Linked DNA regions of Mus musculus: region 2 is linked to region 1. The links are chromatin contacts, called in public promoter capture Hi-C maps. All regions are on one chromosome and are shown on one strand. The core of a region is the stretch at or near the end of the contact, and the rest is flanking DNA. Distances in the headings are between cores, read along the strand shown.

Region 1 (4,070 bases), core at 1,162-3,661:
AATTTGAGGCACAAAGCTTCCTGGAAAGGGCAGGGACAGAGAACAGAAGCACATTACACTCGCTACCCTAGGCTGTGCAGGACTCAGACGGGGGCAGGGGCGGGGATGACAGGACCCACAGCCTCTGGATCTCTCTATCACCTGTCCATTAGTCACACAGCCCACAGACAGCTGGCATTGCTGCCTGGAACCATCTCCCAGCGGACGTAAAGCTGCCCTAGCTCAGATGAAGGTTTTCACTGACACCAATGTGCCCCAGTTCTAGGCTTTCCTTGAAGGACTCTGAGAGCCAGGAGCACTGTGCCTGGGAGACCTGAGACTGAGGCTCCTTCTCTGTGCTCCATTATCCCCACATCCTCCTCCATTGTGAGAGCCCAGATGCCCACGATCCCTGAGACAATGAGAAGTCTACTCTCAAAGCTCTCTGTGTCTCCTGCCTGAAGTAGTTTCAGTGACATGGTCTCCGTTAGGAGAAGTTCTGGGAAAGAGATGGAGGTGGAACTACATACCTTGACTTTTTCCCCAGTCATGGTCTCCAGTTCGCACTCCTCCCCCAGGGTGAACTCATTGCGGACCACTTTGGGTCCATAGGTGATGGTGAGTTTGATTTTCTTCCCTTCATGCACGATTTCTGACACCCCCTTGATGTCCTTCCCTTTCTGGATGAGGTCCTCGGGCAGACCTGGTAGAGACCATGTAAAGTTAAAAACTGGGAGAACAGAGACCCCACACATTTCCATACAGTAGTCCTGTGAGCAGTTAGGTCTTTGCCTTCTGATGCGGAAAGTCGGTAGTCTGCTAGTACTTTGCCAGTTAGTACTATTATTTTTTGAGACAGGGTCTCTTGCAGCCTAGGTTAGCCTTAACTCACTCTATGGTGGAGGATGACCTTGAGTGTCTGATCCTCCTGCTTCCACATCCTTAGTGCTAAAATCGCAGTCATGTGCCATTGTACCTGGCTTATATGGTGCAAGGGATTGAACCCAGGGCTTCATGCATGCTAGGCAAACACTCTACCAACCGAGCCACATTCTCAGCCCAGCGATTCATTTGTTGTAAAGACCCTTCCCTCTGTGGCTCCCTGCTTCTTACTCATCCTCCCCTCCACCCCCCACAGATCCCTCCTTCTTTAGTGGCCTGGCTCTTAGAGTGGGAACACTTCATCCTCCAGAATGTTTAGCTTCCAAATCCAATTACCTTTGAAGTGATATGGGAGCTACAGATAATTAGGCCATGCACAAAGTAGGACCATGCCTGGCAAACTTGCTGTGGCCTCTGGAGTCAAGGCTCTTGGGGGTAATGTACAAAAATCCTTTACCCTAGAATAGGGCTTTTCAGATTTCAGAACAAATCTGTGCTTTTACATGAACAGGAGTTCACAAGAACCGGGGAGTTCACAGTGACAGTGGAGGGTCCCTTGCAAAACTAAGGGATCCTCACATTCATGATCTTTGACTTGTCTGCAAAAGAAGCTCTGAGTCCTAGGATGACCCGAGAGTCCTTTCCCCACTCTTGCTGTTCCTCATCTTTTCCATGTTGGTAACCCCCTTTGTTCCACTTCCCCCTCTGCCCACAGGCCTCTTTCTTCCTGTTATATACTCTTCTCTCCCTGGTTCCAGGCTCAGCTTTCATCATCACAGTCTCCCCCGTACCTGAGTACCCTGGGAGACATAGGGTGTTTAAATAGGGTCTCTGGGACCCAGCACCTGCTTCTAACTCCAACACAAACACTCTCTAAACTGTGAGCCTCATCACAGCTACCTCACCTACCCCAGTCGCCTCAACTGTAAAATGGGAAAACAGCTCAGTTTTATGGTGAGTATTTACTGTGGGCATTGCATGGCAATGCCTGGTATAGAGTCATACATATTAGGAGACACTTCATTCCATTTATCTCCAAATAACTGGTCAAGATTGTAGCTTTGTCTCTGAACATTGGTCAGGATTGTAGCCTATCACACTCTGTCTCTCTGGTATATGTACAAGCATGGGGTTGGCGTATGGTTGGCCTTGAATCAATGTTTGCTAGAAAGTGAGTGAAGGAACAAGGTCTTAGAATAAAGTGCCATGAGACACACACTTCGAACCAGTTCATCTTCCAATGTAGGGTTGTTTCCACTTCCCTGGAGTAGCTTTGTCCAGTGGGGAGCAGTAAAAGTAACAAGAGAGCAGGAGAGTCACTGGAGAACTCCTCAATTCGGTATAGCCTGGACCCCTCCTTCCACCTCAACACCAGACCTGGACTATCTGTTGATAGTAGGGCTAGCCCCTCGTTGCTGTCATAATCACCACTCACCTATTGCCTTCATGAATGGCTCAAAGTTCTCCTGGCTCTGCAATTGGTACTTGCCGGAGAAGTTCATGGTGGCAACGAGGCTTCCTTTCCACAGCTGACCACAACAGCTCTGCCTGCCAGGTCACCCACTGTTGCCTATTTTATAAGGGGATTCTTCCTCCTCAGATATAGGCCATAGGTCAGTGATTGTCGATTTATTTATGGCCAGGCTCAAACATTAACTCCTGAGAGCAATGGTCAACGATAAAAATCAGAGTGGGCAAGGCAGAGGTTTGTTCTAATTCAGCAAACATTAGTGAGTCCAACCAAGGGCAAAGCTCTCTGTAAATGTTGCCTTTATGGTGACTTAACCCTACTCATGAAATAAGTGTGCATGGTTGAAATGTATGTTGACAAATGTATGTATGTGCAACATACATACATTTAGAAATAATTTAGAAACATGTGAATCACATCTCCAGCAATGCACATATGCATATATACCTAAGTGCACATATGTATGTGTTTGTACATGTGTACACTTGTATGTATGCATATATTTATATACATGTCACTACATATCCATATGTACATACATAAACACACATACGTGTGTGTGTGTGTGTGTGTGTGTGTGTGTGTGTGTGCGCGCGCATTACATGGGGAGAAATACCTTTGAACTCAAAACCTTTTTCATATAACCTTATGTTTATTTCTCATTTTTTATTATTATACAAACATAATTTTACATACATTTTATCAGTCCTTAAAGCTGTTTTGTATTTTGAGAATTCTTCTTCAATGATTCCAAGCAAGCCTCAATCCAGGCAAGTCTCAGTCCAGGCAAGCCTTAGTCCAGACAAGCCTCCCCTTTGAAGGCATCTACTGTCAGCAGGTGTAAGCTCTTTAACTAAAGCAGCAGTCTGAAAACTTAGATTATTTTATCTGCTAGAGACAAGTCCAGCCAAGAAAGATGGCATTACCTGCTGACTTTGTCCCATCCCTGCCTCACAACTAAGAACAGGGCACTAAGATGGTACACGGGCATTCAGCCTGACTAGAAGTGGCCTTGGGGAAGAGGCCTAAGGATGCTTCCAAAGATCTCTGATGTTCTTGTTTGTCATGGGGGAATTGTCACCCAGAGCATCTTCATCTCCCCATTCCAGCATCCTAGGCAGTTCTCAGCAAGTGCCACTTCACAGCCTATTTCTCTTCTGTTTAGACTTTAGCATCAGCCTCATTACTCACAGCCATCGGCCCTCCATCCTCTAGTCTTTTCTGCCCCGAGGCTACATAGACTTATAAATCTGAGGCTGGGGTATGCCATGCCTCAGTTTTGAACCCATGGTCCCTATTGCTCTAGCAGTGACAGGCCCCGGATAGCGTGGAAGGTCTGTGTCTACTGTCCTGACTGTGATGACTGCTCAAAATAGAGCTTGCACTTTGCTTTCATTTTTGTCTTGCAAAATGACTGCCATTGTCTAAGCTTCTAGTGAGGCTGTTAGGCTTGCCAAACCCAGCCTCATCACCCACCTTTCCCTAGAGGTCACAGGCATAGGCCAGCTGAAGGTGTCGGGGTATTTCTTCCTCTATGTTTGAATTTGTGTCTCTTCTACACTTTTCCTGTCCTCCAGCTGTCTGCCTCCCTGTAACTCCTCCCAGCTAGTGGGCCTACCCCCATTCTGTCTCCTCCATTCAGCTGGGCTGGCTTCTCTGCATTCTTCCTCATTGTGCTCCTTCCTTGGGAGTCTTGATGGAGAGCACATGAAATGAGCTCAATCAGTGATGGTTCAGC
Region 2 (4,070 bases), core at 1,104-3,603, 1.2 Mb before region 1:
TGATTTAAAGAGCACATATGTATGAGAGATAAAGACATGCCCTAGTGTGGCTGGCAGCTCTCAGCCTCCTTTGCTGAGGCCTGCAGCTGCTCTGATTTTCTTGAACTTGTGCTGGCCACTCAGAGGTGCTGAGCTTAAATGCACATACTTTCATTGACTGTGTGACCTGAATAAGTGTCTCCAAGCCTGTTTCCACAGCTAAAGGGGGTGAAAAGAACAGAGCCTAACCTGCAGGATGGATTAAAAGGCACCACTGGCATATAAAACTCAGTGGGATGCCCAGCTCCTAGAAATAGCAAGTAGTGCACTTATTTCTTTGAAACAGCCTTACATTGCTCAGGCTGGCCAAAAACTAGCTGGGGGGTGATCTTGAATGTCTGATGCTCTTGCTGGGATTGCAGGCATGTGCTACCACACCTAGTTTTATGTGGTGCTGGGCTTTTATGTGCACGCTAGGCAGGCATTCTGCCAACTGAACCACATGCCCGATGCCCAGGCTCCCACTTTTCTCCTCTCCAGACAGGGTTTCATATAGCACAGGCAGGCCTTGAGCTCATCTTCCTACTGCTTTCCAAGAGCTAGGATTATAGCTTTGGCACTAAGCCTGGCCTGGCAGTATTAATTGACATTATATTAATGTTTCTTCTTAAGATCCAGAGACAGCTCCGAGGGGATTTCTGACAGTCTGGAGGGACCTACCTGATGAGAGGAACATCATCCAGGGTGCAGCAGCTCTTAGGGCCCCCTTGTTCAGCAGGGTCAGGAGAGCAGGATTCATTGTAGGACCTGGCAGGTGGGACACGGGGGTGGGGGGGGAGATTGGGGGAAGGAGCATCTTAGAACTTTTTTTTTTCCAAAGAGGAAATCTTTCAGACATCCCCAGGACCTTCCTGAAGCAGAAGCAAAGAAGATGAGGGGATGGTGGGAAGTGGGCAGATGAACAGGATGTCATGCCTGGAGACCAATGTCAGAGAACAGCCTATGGTCTCCGTGTAGCTTGTGAGCTCAAGGAGGGACAGAGATGAAGGGAGCTTTAGAGTGAGGCCATCTGTAGAGTGCTCCATACCAGTTCTCCACTGGGCACACGTGGCGGTTCATCACGGCCATGGCATACCTGTGGGAGCACAACTGTCACCCTGTCCTCATGGCTCTTCAGACCCCACCACCACCTCCTGGCTCTTTGACTTTTGACCTCATTCAGCCTCAATGCCCTGGCTGGGAATTTATTTGGTGGGGTGAAGAGGGAGGTAGTTACTGATGCTGGAGCAGACCCTGCACAATTGCCTCCACTAGAGAGCCTCTGGAAGTTGCCCTGTCTACAAGTGTATGTCAGAGCTGTCCTGCTGGACCGCAGTGGTGCCAGCTTGTCCCAAGAGGCTGTGTGCCCAGGAATCAGGCCAAGCTTTGGAGACAGAAAGAGTGACCCTGGGTACCATTCTGGAGCCTGCAAACGGGACAAGGGACTTTGTGTGTGTGCCATCAAGTTTCTATTAGACCCCCCCCTCCACACCCCTCTTACTCACACAGTCCATATGCCGGTGATGGAGAAGGCTGACAGGCTGACAGGAAGGAGGATCCAGGCGGTCATGAGGGAGTGGAGCCAGGGTGGTGGTAGTTTGGGGGTAAGGACAACAGGTAGGTGGGGAAAAGGGGGCAGGCCCAGCTACTTTGAGATATTTCGGTCACAATCATCAGCTGCCCTGGCCTGGTTGGGGAGAGAGATCAAGGTCCAGGGTCTGGTGACTGACCAGGGCGGGCGGGGGGGGGGGGTTGGGAGGGGGATGGGGATGGTGGGCAACACTTCATCCAGAGCTCTCCTTGGGCGTTTGATTGTCCAGACTTTGGGATGAGCCCCGGCAGGAACGTGGCACCCTCTGGCTTATCCATCTGGGGCCTCCGCGGTCTACCCAAATGCCACGGGCGCGCTGAGAGACTCGGGCAGGGCTGTAACATCTGGAAAGAGAGCCACGCTCCCCGGCCTGAGGGACGTCGGCTTGGTGAAGGCTGGAGCTAGGACAATCAAGGGGATCATGCCAAGGAAAGCCTGGGAGGGTGCGCCGGGCCGAGAGAGCGGCTCTGAGTCGTTGCCGGGCGGGCAAACCACCTGACCACCGCGCCCCGGCAAAGGGGCGGGTTCTCGAGGGAAGCTTGACCGGGTCCAGTTCGCGTGGGTACGGGGACCCCAATTTAGGTAGGAGTGTGCAGCCAGCGACAATACCCCCTCCCTCCAGAGCCCTGCTCCCCAAGGCGATCCCTCGGAGGCCGCGGGAGAAAAGGAATCCGGTACGCACCTCCCCGGAGCTCCCCGCCGCCGCTGCCGCCTCTCCCTGCTCGGCCCCCTCGTGGCCGCGTCTCCAGCTGCGGCCCTCGGAGCAGCCCTGAAAGGTTTAAAGGGCCGAACGGCCCCGCCCCTGGCGGCCCCAGGCCCGCCGCGCCGCCCGCCGGGACGTGGAGTCCGCGCAGCCCGGGCCCGGGTGCCAGAGCCCCGCCCGAGACTACAACTCCCGAGCCCCCGCGGCAATGTCACGGGGGAAACATGGGCGGTGCCCCAAGTCTAAGGGACCTGGGCGCCCGAGGCTATGACCCGGACACCTCTGACACTTAAGATCTAGAGGGCAGTTGTCATTCCTGCGGAGGGAGTGCGGGCGGGCTAGCCCGGCAGCTCTGCCTGTGCATGTCGCCTGTGGCTGTCATCGTGCACGTGGCTTGAAGAAGCTTTCCACTGTCTCAGTGGACTATATGACTTTGGGGGAAGCTCCTTCAACTCTCTCAGTGTGGCGCCCCAAGCCTGCCACTGTCTGAACAGGCATGAGGCTGGTGGGTGAGAAGCCAAGCACCGAGCCTAGGCTTGGCTTGGGAAACCCAAAGCTGGCTGGGTTCTGCTACCCAACTCTGTACCCTCCGGCCCGTCCCTTTTAGCAAACTCTGGAAAGGGCTGGCTTTGATTTTATTTTGGGGACACACGAGAACTGGCCATAAGTCACGGTGTCCAAGATGTTTCCTGACTCAACAACACTTACTTAAAATATGGTATAGGGTCCTAAAGGATATCCATTCTAAATACATGCAGGTGCCTGTGTAGGGCGGATAAAGATTAAAGCAGCCAGGTGTTCATTAGCAGAGGGAAGGTGAGGGACTCAAGTGGAATCTAGGAAGAGAAAACAGGACTATGTGGGGATAAGTTATTTATTAGTCTCTCCTTAATGGAAAGAGTGTGCTCCCTGGATATTCTTTTCTTGATGGAAAGGGCATGGCTACTTCTGCTTACATAGGACAATTGTTCCTGGTTCTCCCTATAAGCAGTGGGACCCCCATGAGACAGCGAATCATTATCCCAAGGGGATATGATCCCAGGCTGGTAAGAGTGGGAGATAGCCACCCCTAGTGAAACCAGGGCTAGCTGCACAAAGTCCTGTGCTGAAACAAAACAGAGCCAAACAAGTGGTGAACTGGACCTTTAAGAGGAGAAACCTTTTGGGGGATCCAAATGGAGGGCAGGAATGGTACAGAAACTACTAATGGCCTTTTCTCGCCTACCATCAGAACTTTAGTGAAAACAGGGCCAAGAAATATGGCTGTGCAATGATCACTGGACAAGACTAGCTGGCTGAATTGACAGGGGTGGAGGTGGGTATAAAATCCAGGCCAGCTTCTGACCTTTGGGACAAAGGTGACTCTCTCAGTAACAGAACATCTTCCTGTCCCACTACATTACAACTAACCAGGTACCTTTTTCTCTTTTATGTGAGGCTGTGAACCATCATTGAAAGCTATCTTGGGGTGCAGGGGGATTAGTGTCCTATTATATAATTCAGATTAACCTCATACTAATGATCCTTCTGACTTTAGCCTCCAGAGTGCTAGGATTACAGGCAACACGCCTGGTTAGCTTGTTTTCTTCCCCTCAAGAGAGGGAATATATAGTCCTGCGGTTAGAATACCAAGTGCTTTTTAACAGCGGAGCCATTTCTCTAGGCACACACGTGCGCGAGCATACATACACACACACACACACACACACACACACACACACACACACACACACACGAATGAGACAAGGTCTCACTACA

What was found. Promoter capture Hi-C pulls out the DNA fragments that hold promoters and counts their contacts.
Region 2: a contact with region 1 is called in a promoter capture Hi-C map of liver, with 2.0 times the contacts expected there. The contact joins the promoter of Tmem150a here to the promoter of Fabp1 in region 1. A contact is called at or near these places in 3 of 39 promoter capture datasets (cranial neural crest and liver).

What each region holds. Positions count from the first base shown.
Region 1 is chr6:71,198,220-71,202,289 of GRCm38.p6, reverse strand. Fabp1 (fatty acid binding protein 1, liver) reads right to left here and starts at 2,411. Exons shown (of 4, transcript NM_017399.5): 1 at 2,297-2,411; 2 at 510-682. The coding sequence starts at 2,363.
Region 2 is chr6:72,353,766-72,357,835 of GRCm38.p6, reverse strand. Tmem150a (transmembrane protein 150A) reads right to left here and starts at 2,353. Exons shown (of 8, transcript NM_144916.3): 1 at 2,292-2,353; 2 at 1,524-1,705; 3 at 1,067-1,114; 4 at 700-786. The coding sequence starts at 1,588.